2 separate regions of the Muntiacus reevesi genome follow, and region 1 is linked to region 2. Evidence: chromatin contacts called from public Hi-C data. All regions are on one chromosome and are shown on one strand. The core of a region is the stretch at or near the end of the contact, and the rest is flanking DNA. Distances in the headings are between cores, read along the strand shown. Region 1 holds the start of UBL3 (ubiquitin like 3). Region 2 holds the start of HMGB1 (high mobility group box 1).

The links. Hi-C and Micro-C count contacts between places; a contact is called where the count stands out from the background.
Region 1: a Hi-C map of muscle shows a contact between it and region 2, with 6 times the contacts expected there. The contact joins the promoter of UBL3 here to the promoter of HMGB1 in region 2. A contact is called at or near these places in 2 of 3 Hi-C or Micro-C datasets (blood and muscle).

What each region holds. Positions count from the first base shown.
Region 1 is chr11:28,942,832-28,949,040 of mMunRee1.1, forward strand. UBL3 (ubiquitin like 3) reads left to right here and starts at 3,155. Exons shown (of 5, transcript XM_065901714.1): 1 at 3,155-4,220. The coding sequence starts at 4,179.
Region 2 is chr11:28,474,690-28,481,655 of mMunRee1.1, forward strand. It overlaps HMGB1 (high mobility group box 1), which reads left to right and starts at 4,251. Exons shown (of 5, transcript XM_065901895.1): 1 at 4,251-4,394; 2 at 6,588-6,751. The coding sequence starts at 6,602. LOC136144299 (a long non-coding RNA gene) reads left to right here. Exons shown (of 3, transcript XR_010658521.1): 2 at 1,181-1,238; 3 at 3,674-3,859.

The DNA.
Region 1 (6,209 bases), core at 1,905-4,404, 470 kb after region 2:
TTGGTCAGGAACTAGATCCTTCGTGCTGCAACTAAGACCCGGTATAGTCAATTATATATATATGACTAAAAGGGGAAAGTCCATTACTAAACCAGTAACTATCAAATTATCTCCTGTTTCAGAGAAAAAGTCCTTGATCTTTTATTATGGTAGGAAAGTAGCATTTATTGAGGACACTTCTATTGATAGTTTTCACATTGGCATTAGGGGGCTTCATATAGTTTTCTCATGAGAAAGAAACGCAGTATACTTTTACAAAGTAAAACATCAAACTCACTCTTACACTGGAACCAAAGAAGACCGGGTCAGCCTTGGGCAACATTGGATGGAGGTGGCAAAAGGGCTGGTGGTTGCCAACAGCTGGAGGGAAGGGGAATGGGAGGTTGTTCATTGATTTGGAGTTTCAGTCTCACAAGATGAAAGCGTTCTGTGGATGTATGGTAGTGAGTATAGTACAACAAAGGGAATGTTAATACCACTGAATTGTGTGCCCCAAAAAGGTTAAGAGGTAAATTTTATATTATGTATATTTAACTGTAATTTTAAAAATAAAAAATAAATTCATCCACATAAAGTGTGAAATTCAATGGCTTATAGTGTATCTACTCTAGAATTATGCAGCCATTGCCATAATCTAATTTTAGAATATTTCCACCACACTCGGCTCCACCCCACCCCACCTCCAAAAAAAAAAAAAAACCCTTATACATGTGAGCAGTCACTTGGGAGAGATATTTTTAACAGATCATGGGTGTCATGTGTTATTCTTCCGGAACTTGATTTCATAGACTCTTAGAAGCGGCTTAGAGACTTTTAGTCCAATATCTGCAGATGAAGAAATTGAGGCTCAGAGAAGCAAAGCATCTTGGCAAAGGTCACACAGCAAATTCATTGGCAGATGCAAGGCTTCTGATTTCCCATGGAGTTGCTTTTACCAATACAAAAATGCTGTGTCATTCACTTTCTTTAGATTGTTGCTGACAGTAGATTTGAGGGTATCAAAAAGATGCTACCCTTTTCTATTGTGGACACAGGGGCTCTTTCTCCAGCCTCTCATCTTACCCACCTGAATCGGGAAGTACAGAGTAGACAGGAGCGTGCAAAAATCTGTGGTGGTGTCCGGTCATGCTTCCTTATGCCTTAACAGTATTAGGGAAGAGCTATAATGAATTTTATGGAGAATAATGTCGCAGCCTCTCTTAGAAGAATGATTAGAAACACAGCCAGGTGCGGGGACTTTACTTTTGAAAGATGTTGCGTTTTGCTGTGGCAGCAAACAGAGCACCTTGTGTCAGAGATGCCAAGGTTTTGGGCTGGCGGCGGAGGTTATTACCTCTCTTATCATTGTATGATTATTGGGAAAGAGCAGAGCAAGTGTGTTGAGGCTTGAATACATCCTGCTGTCTTCTCCTTCTTGTCTTTCTACTTTCAGACTTAGCAGAGCCTTGGCCAGGGCAGCAGCTGGTTGAAAGTTGGGATTTGGAGTGGGGTGGAGGACGAACTTGGTGAGCATCTTGAAGCACCTTTGGCAGTCCTTATTTCCTAGAGGGCTGGTGGAGAGGGCGCTGAGGTTGCTACATGTGGGAAATGTGGCCAGGGAGACTCACACAGCTACAGACTTAGACATATCTAGATCAAGTCCTGAAATCTACTCCAGGCAAGGTTTGGGTCTCTTTTGTCTTCTGCCCTTTGGTCTTTCTGGGAATTTGAACTACCCTCCTCTTTCCTGGTTACCACCCTAACTCACCCCAGGATGATGTACACCCCCGGGAGTGTCTGGAATTTCTCCAGCCAGGCTATTCAAGAGGTAGGTACTCTAAACTTCCTGAGGGTTTCCATCATGATAGACACACCTGACTGGAGAGATTGCTGGGAGAATGACACAGGCTCCTAGCCAATGGAGGACACTGCCTGGATTAGTCATCTATTAAACTTCCGGTGCCGAGGGCCTGGAGGGTTTGCTGAATGAATAAGTAGTAACATTTCACATCAAACGATGCATATTATTTACAAAGTGATTTACTTCCCATGCATGGACTCATCCTCACAACTGCCCCTACTTGACCCCTGGAAGGTAGGCAAGACTGTTTCACAGATGAGGTCACAGAGCTGGAGGTTGGAGAGGTGGCTTTCAGATACTTAAGTCTGTTGGCATTTTTATACAGGTATCTTATCGAGATGACCTTTCCTAAAACACTCAGAGAACTAAGAGAGATATGAGTCAGATAGACATTTGCGGTCTCTGCATTTCGTTCCTAAATCTAGGGTAGACATATTCTTCATCTAAGTCTCTAACTGATGGTATTATTTTCTGTTGTTTGCTAATCACTGCAGGTGATAAGTTTTCAAAAACATTCTGAGTTAAGTGGGATTTCAGAGTTAGCCTGGTAAAGTCGTGTCACCCCACGTGGTTTGGCATAGGTAGCTGTTTCCTGATAGAGATTTTGCATCATACACTATTGTATCTAATACAGTTTTTGGTTCACACACTACTGTCTTGAATGTAGTTTTGGGTAATTTCAATTAACTGGATTGTAGTTTTATGGCCCTGGGTCGTCAAGAAACACATGTTCAAACATTCTCCCTGCTTAATGATATCCTTACTCTTGCTGAACTTCTAGGACCTTATTGGAAATCAATGATTGCTTCTGATCCTCCAAATGTATTGTTGAGGAGAGACCTAGATGAAATCACTAGATGAAATGCTTTGAGATTGCAGGATGTGGAGAGCGCGCTGTCGTTAAAATGAATGATTCTGCTTGGAGGTAAACCATGTTTTAAGCCTGCGAGTATATTGTGCATGAGGGAATTTCTCTGTGCAGAATCATTCCCCCCACCCAGTAATTCGCAGGATCACAGCCCTCCTGGCAGCAGGTATCTCCCTAAACTCCTGGGCAGTCGCCGGGCTAGAGCGAGCTTTCCTCTCCTAGCAACTGTTGCTAAGAGGGGCGTGGCCTCCGAGTCCGGCTAGAACGCGTTTGGTGTCCCGCTCCCCACCCCCACCCCCACCGCGTAGACTACATTTCCCGTGATGCTCCAGGGTGGTCTCCGTAGTGACGCACTCGGTGTTCGCGGAAAGGGGGGTGGTGGGGAGAAGGAGGGCGGGGGCGGTGGTTGCGAGGAAGGTAGTGGGGGGGGGCGCCGTGCTCTCCGTGGGCCCCCGGCTCGCGCTCCAGCAGCTGCTGCCGCCGCCGCCATGTTGGCTTGAGGGGTGATGACAGGAGGCGGCTGCGGCGTCGGGGACTGAAAAGTGGAGGAGGAGGAGGCAGAGGGACGGAGTTCTGAGAGGCAAAGGTTCCCGGGCTGAGGAGAGGAAGGACCCAGCCTCTTCCGGGGTCCGGCCGAAGTCGGCTTCGCAGGGAGCTCGCGAGGCCGGGGAGGGGAGCGGAAGGCGGAGACGGTGGGGGGGAGGCGCAGGCGGAGGAGGCGGGAGAGAAGCGCTGGGAAGCCGGAGACGATGCGCCCCGAGCCCCGCGGCTGCCCGGAGGCGCCCGCGGCCTGAGCCCCGACGGGCCGTGGGGGTCTCGCTCCTGGCGGACCGAGCGCCCCGCGCTCCCCCCCCACCCCCAACCCCCCGCTCGCCGCCCCGGGCTCTCCGGCCCGGGCTAGCGCTTCGGCTGCCAACGAGTTAAATGCCCTTGAGCGCGGGTTTCCGCGGCCCCGGCCGCGCGAGTTGAGAGCCGTTTGCCCGCGCCGGTCGCCGGGGACACGTCCATGTGTAGCCACATAAGTTCTCTGTGTGCCGCGGCGCCCGGGTATCCTCCCGCTTCATGAGGACTCGACTCGGGAGCGGGTGTGAATCACGGCGGGGCTGGGAAAGGAGGAAGGCGATTTAACCCCCTCCCACCCTGCTCCATGTCCGTGTGTCACTCGGCTCGGTCCACCTGGCGCGGCCGGTCCTGGCGCTGCTGCTGCCGCTGCTGCTGACTTCAGAGACCCGGGAGTTGCTCCGCTCCGGCCACAGCTCTGCCGGCGATTGTTCGTCTGCGCCCGGCCAGGCCGGCACTTCGGCTCGGAAAGAACTTACTGTTTTATTTTTAAAAATTATTTTTGGAGAGCACGTCTCGAACTAATTAAGATCTTGAAGATTGATTTCTGTTAACTCGAAGACTTCTCTTTTTTTAAATTTGTTGTCTTTAAAAAAAATTTTTTTTTTCTTTGCGTAAACATCTGGGTATATGTCAAACGGCAAGATGTCCAGTAATGTCCCGGCGGATATGGTAAGTGAAGGATTAAGAGTTAACGACAGCCTTTGATTTAATTGTGGTTTCCAATCTCGTTTAATCAGAAAGGATGCAGGCGTAGGGTGAAGGTTTGCGGGGTGGGGGTGGGGGTGGGGAAGCCACGGTGCTGGGAGATTGTGGAAGAAGTTGGAGGGTCTGGTGTCGCTCTCGTTGAAAGCGCTGCTTTTAATATGGATCTTCTCACTTGGTTGCGTTTTCTAAATGGTTAAAGACAATGGAGAAGTTGGGAACATGTAGCAAGGTGCCTTGAAGTGGAGAAAAATCTCTTCCGCTTTGCTAGAAGCCTCTGAATACTTGTGTCTGAAAGCTTCTGAAAACGACAGAGCTGAGGCCGGGTGTCCCTGCTAGACACAGAGGTGGGCAGGAAATCGGGGATCTTGCCCTGTGACACTGGTCATGGATGCAGTAGGTGCAAGCCGGGTATTTCCAAGAAGTGGGGACGTCTTATCTCTTAGGAACTCGGCCAGGATTTGCTGTGAGCTTTTTCGAAACGTTTGGGAGAACAAGTACGGCGACAGAAATAGACGTTTTGGAATGTTCACAAATCCAGGCTGACTGTATTTTGGTACTTTTAATGAATATTCCAGGACTTTTAGTACCAAATACTTGGTATGACATCACTGGGCTTTTAAAGGCTAGTAAAACATTATTGATTGAACCGTGATCCTGGAATGTTAAGAACTGGAAACCAAAGTACTCTTGTTTACTGACGCTTTTCTTTTTGTTCATGAAGAAGGTTAAGCTTATGAGACTGTTGATTAACAGGAACCATGTAGGCTTACAGCGCTGGGAAGGTGGGTTTGTGTGAGGTGAAATTACTGTTTGCTGTTCTGGGGACAAACGTAATGTAATTAACAGGAAGGAGAATAATCTCCTTTATGAAAGAATTGAAGTTAACATAGTTATGCTCATATATATGAAGTTAACATTTGAGCATTTGTATATTTCAGTGAAAAAACAAAATTGAACTGTTGTTGAGGATTAAATTTTAAAATGTCAGATGTTTCAGTTAGAATGAACCCCATTTACGGGCTGTAAAATTAAATTAAATGGCTCTAAATGGCATATTTTGACCTTGATTTAAAGACATTTTGCTTGTGTTTGATTTCCCTTTCAGTGCACTGTTTAAATGCAGAGGAACCACAATATTCTGTCTCCTGGGTGGCCACAGAGCAACCCAACACTCTCCTTCCTGAGTCTTAAAACTCGAGCCCTGTCCTTTTAGTTTTCCTTTCCCTTACACACCGGAGCATAGTCTCCTGCCGGCTTAAGGCTAGCCAGACTGATTTCCTTCACCCTGTTGGTGAAGTTGCCTAGGTAGGTCTCTGGATGGAGCAGGAAAACCCTCTTTCCCCGATGGATACTCTGGACTCATACCCTCCAGCAAAGACTTGCTCTCTGGCTAAAACCTCCATCTTAAATCATCATGCACACTGTGCGATATGATCACCTTACGTACTATATGTCTGTCACAGAAGTTGTCGTGCAATAGATCTGTGAGATTAAAACAGTGCAACAACTTTCTTTATTTAGGCCCAGTGACGAGAAGGAGCTGAATGTGCGTAGCTTCACTCGCAAATTGGGGTGCTTTGGAGAATACCGTTTCCAAGTCAGAGAGGAGGTTTGGAAGCTAGTGTTCGGATCGGGGTGCCGGGAAGGGATGGCAAGGTTGTATTAATAGCTGTAGTTATCAAATACAACTGTTTCTGTTCTGGACTGTATTTTAAGGCCTTGATGATTCTGTGGTGCTTTGAGATCCCTTGATTAAAGGTGATAGGCAAGGGCAAAGCAGTATTATGTAATAAACATATAATTCCTTGGTGATGCCGTTTCAGAGTGTGTCTAAGGTACAGCTCAGATTAGATGATTCTGAATAATTTTTATGTTTCATTTTCTAGCCATACAACTCGCTGGAGGCCTTCAGGATTTTTTTTTCCAGCATTAAAACCTTTTAAACCGTCATTT
Region 2 (6,966 bases), core at 3,001-5,500:
AGAGGCACCTTATCTTTAAAAAGGTGTAATTTTTCTTCCTTATTCACCAGTGAAATATTCCAGTTCTAGAGATATTGTTGGTATAAATTTGTGTCCAGGACTTCCCTGGCAGCCCAGTGGTTAGGACTCCATTGCTTTCACTGCCGAGGGCCTGGGTTCAATCCTGGTTGGGGAACTAGGATCCTGCAAGCTGCCCAGCATGCCCCCCTAACACACAAAAAAATTTGCTTACATACCGTTTTGTTTTGTTGTTGTTGGTTTTTTTTTTTCTTTGCGTAGCCACCTATCTACCCACAGCTGAAACCACTAATTTCCCCACCTGCAAGCCACATTGGGACAGAAGACTTGGGCCAAGGCAGAAGTAGTTAAGCAGCCGAAGTTTCCCTTATATGCTCGCCAACAGATAGAGTAACACCACTCCTCTGCCTTCCCTGGGTCTTTCTTGTGGCCCATGTGTTTAATCCTGTAACATCCCCACACGTGAGATAAGGCATCACTGTCCCTCAGCAAGGGTTGGGGAAATAAGCACACCTTCCTGGCTGCCAGGGGCCACACGGGGTGGGACTCAGTGTCCTAGTGCACGGTCTGTGCTGTTTTCTCTTCCTGAATTCTCCGCTTTATTGTCAGCACCCAAAAAAAAAAAAAAAAGGTTTTAAGTGTACAGGATCCTTAGTATGGTTGACCTCCTCAGACATTTTGGTTTACTGTTTCTCCTCCTTTTCAGAAACCAGCCCTTTTTGAGAAGGACAGACAACAGGAGAATTCATATAGCTTGACTTTAGGATTCATTGTATGGGGAGGAATCAATATCCTGCAGCCAAACACCCAGAGCCCCCGTCTGCTTTTTTTTTTGTTTTTTTTTTTTTTACATTAGAGTTAAGTTTCAAATGCCCATTGGAAGCAACCTTTGGGCAGACATTCTTGCAGTTTTCTGTGATAAATTCTTATTTGGCTTGCCATAGTTCATTGTATCCAACTAGGAATAACCTTGGCCTAGTTGGGAGCTGGTAAATAGTACAAATACATGTGTCTGTCTATATTTGCAATTCCCTCCAGCCCCCAACTCTATCTTCCTCTTTTTAAGTTATAAGAACGAGGTGCAATTGACATCTATCCTCAATATTAGTATCCTAAGATGTGCTTATTACTAATTATTCTATTTTCCTGCCTTCTGATTTAGAAATACCCCAATGTTTATCTCCAATGATGGAAGAGGAAGATTAAAACAATAATCTGCAGTAAGTACTCTTTCAGGTATTAATTCATTTCTTCAGTAGATGTTATTTAGTGCCTGCTATATGGCAGGCACCCTGCTAGGTGCTTGGGATGCAAAAATAAAATTCCTGCCTATAAGGGGTGCTGTGCAGTGGGACAAACAGACACATAACTGGATAACTACAATTGTGAGCATAGTAGTTAATGAACAGAATATTATGGGATCCCAAAAGAGAGGCACTTCACCTATCTTAGAGGCCGACTCCAGGAAGGGCATAAATTACGTTAATGAAGATATGAAATTCAGTTGCCTAAATTGGGCATGGAGAGAGTGATCAAGCTTTTTAAATTAGGTAACTCTGTAAGTTAGGATAAAACCCTCAATAACCCTAAAGTAAAATATATGCCAGTTTGTAACTGATGATTCACATTGAAGGAGAGGGTCTAATATCATAAATAAGTGAACGTTAAAGTTGCAGGGCTAGCGCTGGAAGTTGTAGGGTTTACTCGAAAGTTTTTCTCCTTTTTATGTTCCTCCCTTTGTATCACAGAAAGCAAATATGAGAAATGTGCAAGTGGAGGTAAGTGGAGGTCTTAATATCCTTCTTTGTGACATGGCCCCAATATACATTGGGAGTAAATGAAGCAACTATCACTAGACTGAATGAGGAATAATACTGTTTGAGGACAGAATTTTTTTTTAAAGCTTAATTTGCAACCATTGTCTTCATATAAAATGAAAATATGAAGAAAACTCAAGGCTAATTGCACTTGAGTTTTTCTAAGTCATGAATTTAAAGAGGTCAGCATAATCTTAAATCTTCGAAAAATAAGTTTAATCTTTACAACCACTTAGTGATAACTTCCATTTTATAGCTGAAAGATTTGAAGCACAAAGTTTAAAAAAAAAACAAAACAACTTGTCTGAGATTATAGAGCTAGTAAGTAGCAGAGCAAGGATTTGAACCCAGGTCTATTGATATTTAAATCCAGTGCCTGTTACTTACCATAGCATCCTGCTGAAATAGAAACCTGTGTTGGGCCCATTGTTCTCTTGTTGTTTTGTGACCATAAACTGACCCTGGAAGGAGTAAGCTATTAGAAATAACTGGTAAAAGCATCTAAAAAAGTGGTTGATCCAGAGCAAACCCAACATTGCTCCTGGAAAATACTGATAGTACAATCTTCAAGTAATAGTCAAATTTTGACATCATGGATGCCATTTAAAGTGTAATCATTCTCATGAATATTTTGTAATATAGTCACTGAGAAGATAAAACAGAATTAAAATAACCTAGATTTAAATAAAGCATAAAATTAGATTAATAGAGGGAAGTGAAGAGCATATATGTGTAAAACAGTATAAAAGTTAACTTTAGATGTTTGCTTTTTTAAACACCAATGACTTTAAGAACATTATATTAGTTTATATATTTTTAATATTATTTCTTTTCATGTTCATATAGCATGCATTGTCCACTCACCAAGACTATAAACCCTGATACCAATTATGTATATATATTTTTTTAAGGAGTAAGCATTAAAATCATAGTCAGGAGAGGTTATCTCTCTGTCTGTTCTCATGTAGCTTAATAAATTTGAGAAAACATGTTGTGGATGTTTACATGGGATATATGAAAAAAAATTAACAATAAATTGATTTAACTTTGGTCCGTTAAATTTGGAGGAATTGGCTGGTGGGTTTAGAAGTGTATAAACATACCACTCGAGAGTGAAAAAAAGGGAAGTCTGTTGTAACTGAATAGGGGTGTGGTCTGCTCAGGCTAGAGAGCAATAGATAATAGTTTCATAAAGGGCTGATATAACCGTATGGTCTCCAGAACTGGCTATTAGAGCCCGCACATTTTCCTCACAGACATAATGTAAGTTTGTCTGTTAAAACCAGGCAACTTGGTGGGTTAGGAAAGCCACAGCCTATGGATTTGGGCATGGGCACTCTCTGCCTCCATCTAATCCTCCGGGTAACAATATACCTACAACTCCTGTAACCCTAGAGCAGTTACATGGATGCACTAAGTGGTTCGATGGGAAGGAAAGATAGCATCACAAGGATTCGTTTGATTATCATAGTAATCCACACCAAGTCAAATAAAACAGCCCAACAGTTAAAAATGTGGTCTCTAATGAATTTGCTAATTCTAGCAGGCCCTCCCAATCATTTCCTGCTAGAGTACCCCGTATCGAAATGAAGTGGCTGTGCTTTAATTTCATGGAAGAATCGTTTGATTTCCAGGAAGTTAAGACAGGGCTTTGTATTTAAATAAAAAGTTCCAGACAAGCTGTGAAATTCGAGCAAACCAAGAAAAAGGATGAAACTAAATGCCTGTTGGGTGACTCAAGATTTCAGCTGCTCTGCAAACCTGACAGTACGGGCTTAAGAGCCCAGAAAAGGGGTGTTTTAAAAGTGACTGACTGGATCATTGTCACTTTCTTATAGGAAAAGCCCTGACTTTCCAGAGATCTAAAGTGTAATGCAACCATATGTGGTTGAGAAGTTCGAATCTTGGCTGCCTTCGCCCCTCTGCACAAACAGAAACCCCGGTTTTCGGGGACCGTGATCTCATCGTGTCGCTCTCACTTTTGAAGGTCTGTTAAAAGTCTGGGGCCTCTTATCTCAACGGCTGTGGAAGTGAGTTTGGGGTGAGAAAGGGGGGGGGAGGTCTGTGGGTGTCTCTTTTGCCTGAGGAGTTGGAGACACTTGTGGAAAAGTCAGGCCCTTTTCGCTCCGGCGGCCGCTCGGGTGTGGGGCTGGCTTGGGTTAGACACATGCACACATACACCATAGAGCTCTGCTTTCCCGTAGCAGCTGCTGCCTCTGCCTCTGCCTCTCCCGCCTCAGCCTCTCTGCCCGGCACACACACACATTCAGATTTGCGCGCTGTTTCAATCCTTGATGACGTGTCCCCGGAGACAGCCAATAGCAGGCGGGCTCTGGTCAGGACAATGGGAGGTATCGGGCCAATGAGCGAGCCCCGTGAGTTGGCGGTAGCCAATAGGCGCGGCGCTGGCTGGAGAGTAATGTTACAGAGCGGAGAGAGTGAGGAGGCTGCGTCTGGCTCCCGCTCTCACAGCCATTGCAGTACATTGAGCTCCATAGAGACAGCGCCGGGGCAAGTGAGAGCCGGACGGGCACTGGGCGACTCTGTGCCTCGCGGAGGGTGAGTCCGGGGCAGCGCCGCGGCGGGGAGAGCGCCTCCGGCAGCTCCTCAGCCCGCGCGGCGGCCGGATCCCCGCGGCCGGGAGCCGGCGGGTCAGGATCCACACAAAGGCAAATGAGGGGGGACCGTGGGGGGAAACTGCGCACGGAGCGAGCCTCCCCTCGGGCGCCGGGAGCCCTGCCCCGCGCCGAAGCCCCGGCCCCCGGGGCCGCCTGAGGCGCCGCGAGCCCCGAGCCCCGCGAGTTTCCACCCCCGGCGGCGTCCGCGCTGACTGGCGCAAAAAAAAAAAAAAAAAAAAAAATTTTTTTTTCCATTAAAAAAAATTTTTTTAACGTGTTTTCGAACCCCCAGGGCCGAGCGTTCGGGCGACCGGCGTGCGCGGGGGGCGGCGGGCCGCCGGGCGGGCGGGCGGCGCTTCACGGCTGCATTGGCCGCCGCAGAGCCGGGCGCCGGCGGCGAGCGAGCGAGCGCGGGCGGGCGGGCGGGCGCTGCGGGCGGGTGGCGGCGCGGGGCCGGGGCCGGGGGCGGCGGCGCGGGGCCGGGCCCGCTGGCCTGAGCCCGAGCCTGGGGCCGGGCGCGGCGGCCGGGCGGCCGGGCGGCGGGGGGGAGCGGCGCCGCGGCGCTCGCTGGATAACATGGCTGACTCGGCCCGGCGCTGCTGGCTGGAGAGAAAACAAGGCGGGCGGGCGGGCGCGGGCGGGGGGGAAGCTGGGCGCAGCAGTTCCGAGGCAACTTTTTTTTTTTCCTCTTCTGCCAGCCCCGCGTCCCCCCGTGTGCGGGGGCGGCGGGCCGCGCGGAGGGAGACGGGGAGCGGCGGGCCGGGGGCGCCTCCCGAGGTGGAGGCCCCCCCCTCACACACAGACACCGCGGTCGGGGGAGGGGGAGGGTCCGGCCGCGCGCCCCCCGCCCCTCCCCCCGGCCGTCATGGCCGAGTGTGTGCGCCAGAGCGCGCCGCGCACCCCGCCCGCCGGCGCTCGCACTCACACTCTCGCACACTCACTCTCGCGCACACACTCACACACATACACACACAAAGGGAAGGAGCCATATTCTCTCGCTCGCCCTCGCGGCGGCGGCGGCGCAGGCGGGGAAGACGCGCAGCGGCCATTCCGTGCGCGCCGGCCCCGGCGGCCGCGGGCGGAGCCAGCCCCCATTTCGAGCGGGGCTGTTCCCTCCGCCGAGCCGACAAAATGGGGGAGGCCGGCGGGCCTGCGCGGGGCGCGGGCGCACGTGGCGGGCCCCGCGCGCGGGGAGCCGGGCCTGGAGGCCCGGTCGCCGCCCCCCCTCGCCTCGGGGGGGGGGCGGCCTCCCCGCGCGCGGCCCCGAAGTTGGCGGGCGGGCGGGAGTAGGGGGGCCCCGGTGGCGGGAAGGGGTGCGGAACCCGCCCCGCGCTGCGCCCCAACTTTTCAGGGCTTGAAAATATATATATATACACTCTCCGAGTGGGGGCGGGGGGCAGCCCGAGCCACGAGCAGGAGTGGCTTTTGTCCCTCATCCTTGTTTACTCGAAGAAACTTCAGACCGGACGTGTTTAGTCAGAACCGAAATACATCTCGGGGCCAAAACGATAGGAAGCGAGGCTGCCTGGCGGTGGCAGCCGCGCAAATAGCACCGCCACCCCCCCCACCCCACCCCCAGCCTGGGTCCGAGCTGCTGCTTCCACGGCTCCCTCCTCCCGGCAAAGTTTTGTGCCGAGAAGAGAATATTTTAAAGCAATCATGGGGAAAACTTTAGACGAGTGGGGAATCTGGCCCGTAATCCGGAAAGGTCTACTCAACTTTGGCTCTTACCTACTCCTTACGTAGCTGCATGAATCGGCAGCGTTCCTTTCTGACCTTTGGGTTTGTTGATTAATAATAGTTTTTTACATGAAAAAAAATTTTTTTAATGACCGCTTGGGTACTACATTCAAAACAGATGCAGGGAGATAGGTGACAAATACGGTATGAGCGTACCATTGTGTCCACACTTTTTTTAAGGTCCCACTGAAGGACCATTTATTGGGTTGGTGCAGACTCTTCTAGGAATTTGTTCGATCCCTGATCTTTTCTTTGATATTGTGAGGGGTTAATGCCAATGCCGTGTTTAATAACCAGTGCCATGCTGTTCATTGACTCCCCAAGAAGCTAGAGTGCACTTTGGTGCCATAAATTTCACTGTTAACATTAAACTTGTGTTTTTTTATTTTTTAAGATAAATAATTAAACATGGGCAAAGGAGATCCTAAGAAGCCGAGAGGCAAAATGTCATCATATGCATTCTTTGTGCAAACTTGCCGGGAGGAGCACAAGAAGAAGCACCCGGATGCTTCAGTCAACTTCTCAGAGTTTTCTAAGAAGTGCTCAGAGAGGTGGAAGGTAAGAGGGCTGAAAACCTACTGAGTAGGTAATAAAGGCTGAATTCCAAATTGGGTTTTTTTTTTTTTTTTTAAAGCCTCGGTACAATTTGCATAATGTGGGTGTTGATGTTGGAACAGGTTACTAAATATTTTGCAAAGGATACTGATTTTATTCATTTCCATACTTCACAACTGGTTAAAATTTTGTTAACTGATTTAAGTTTACAAATTTTT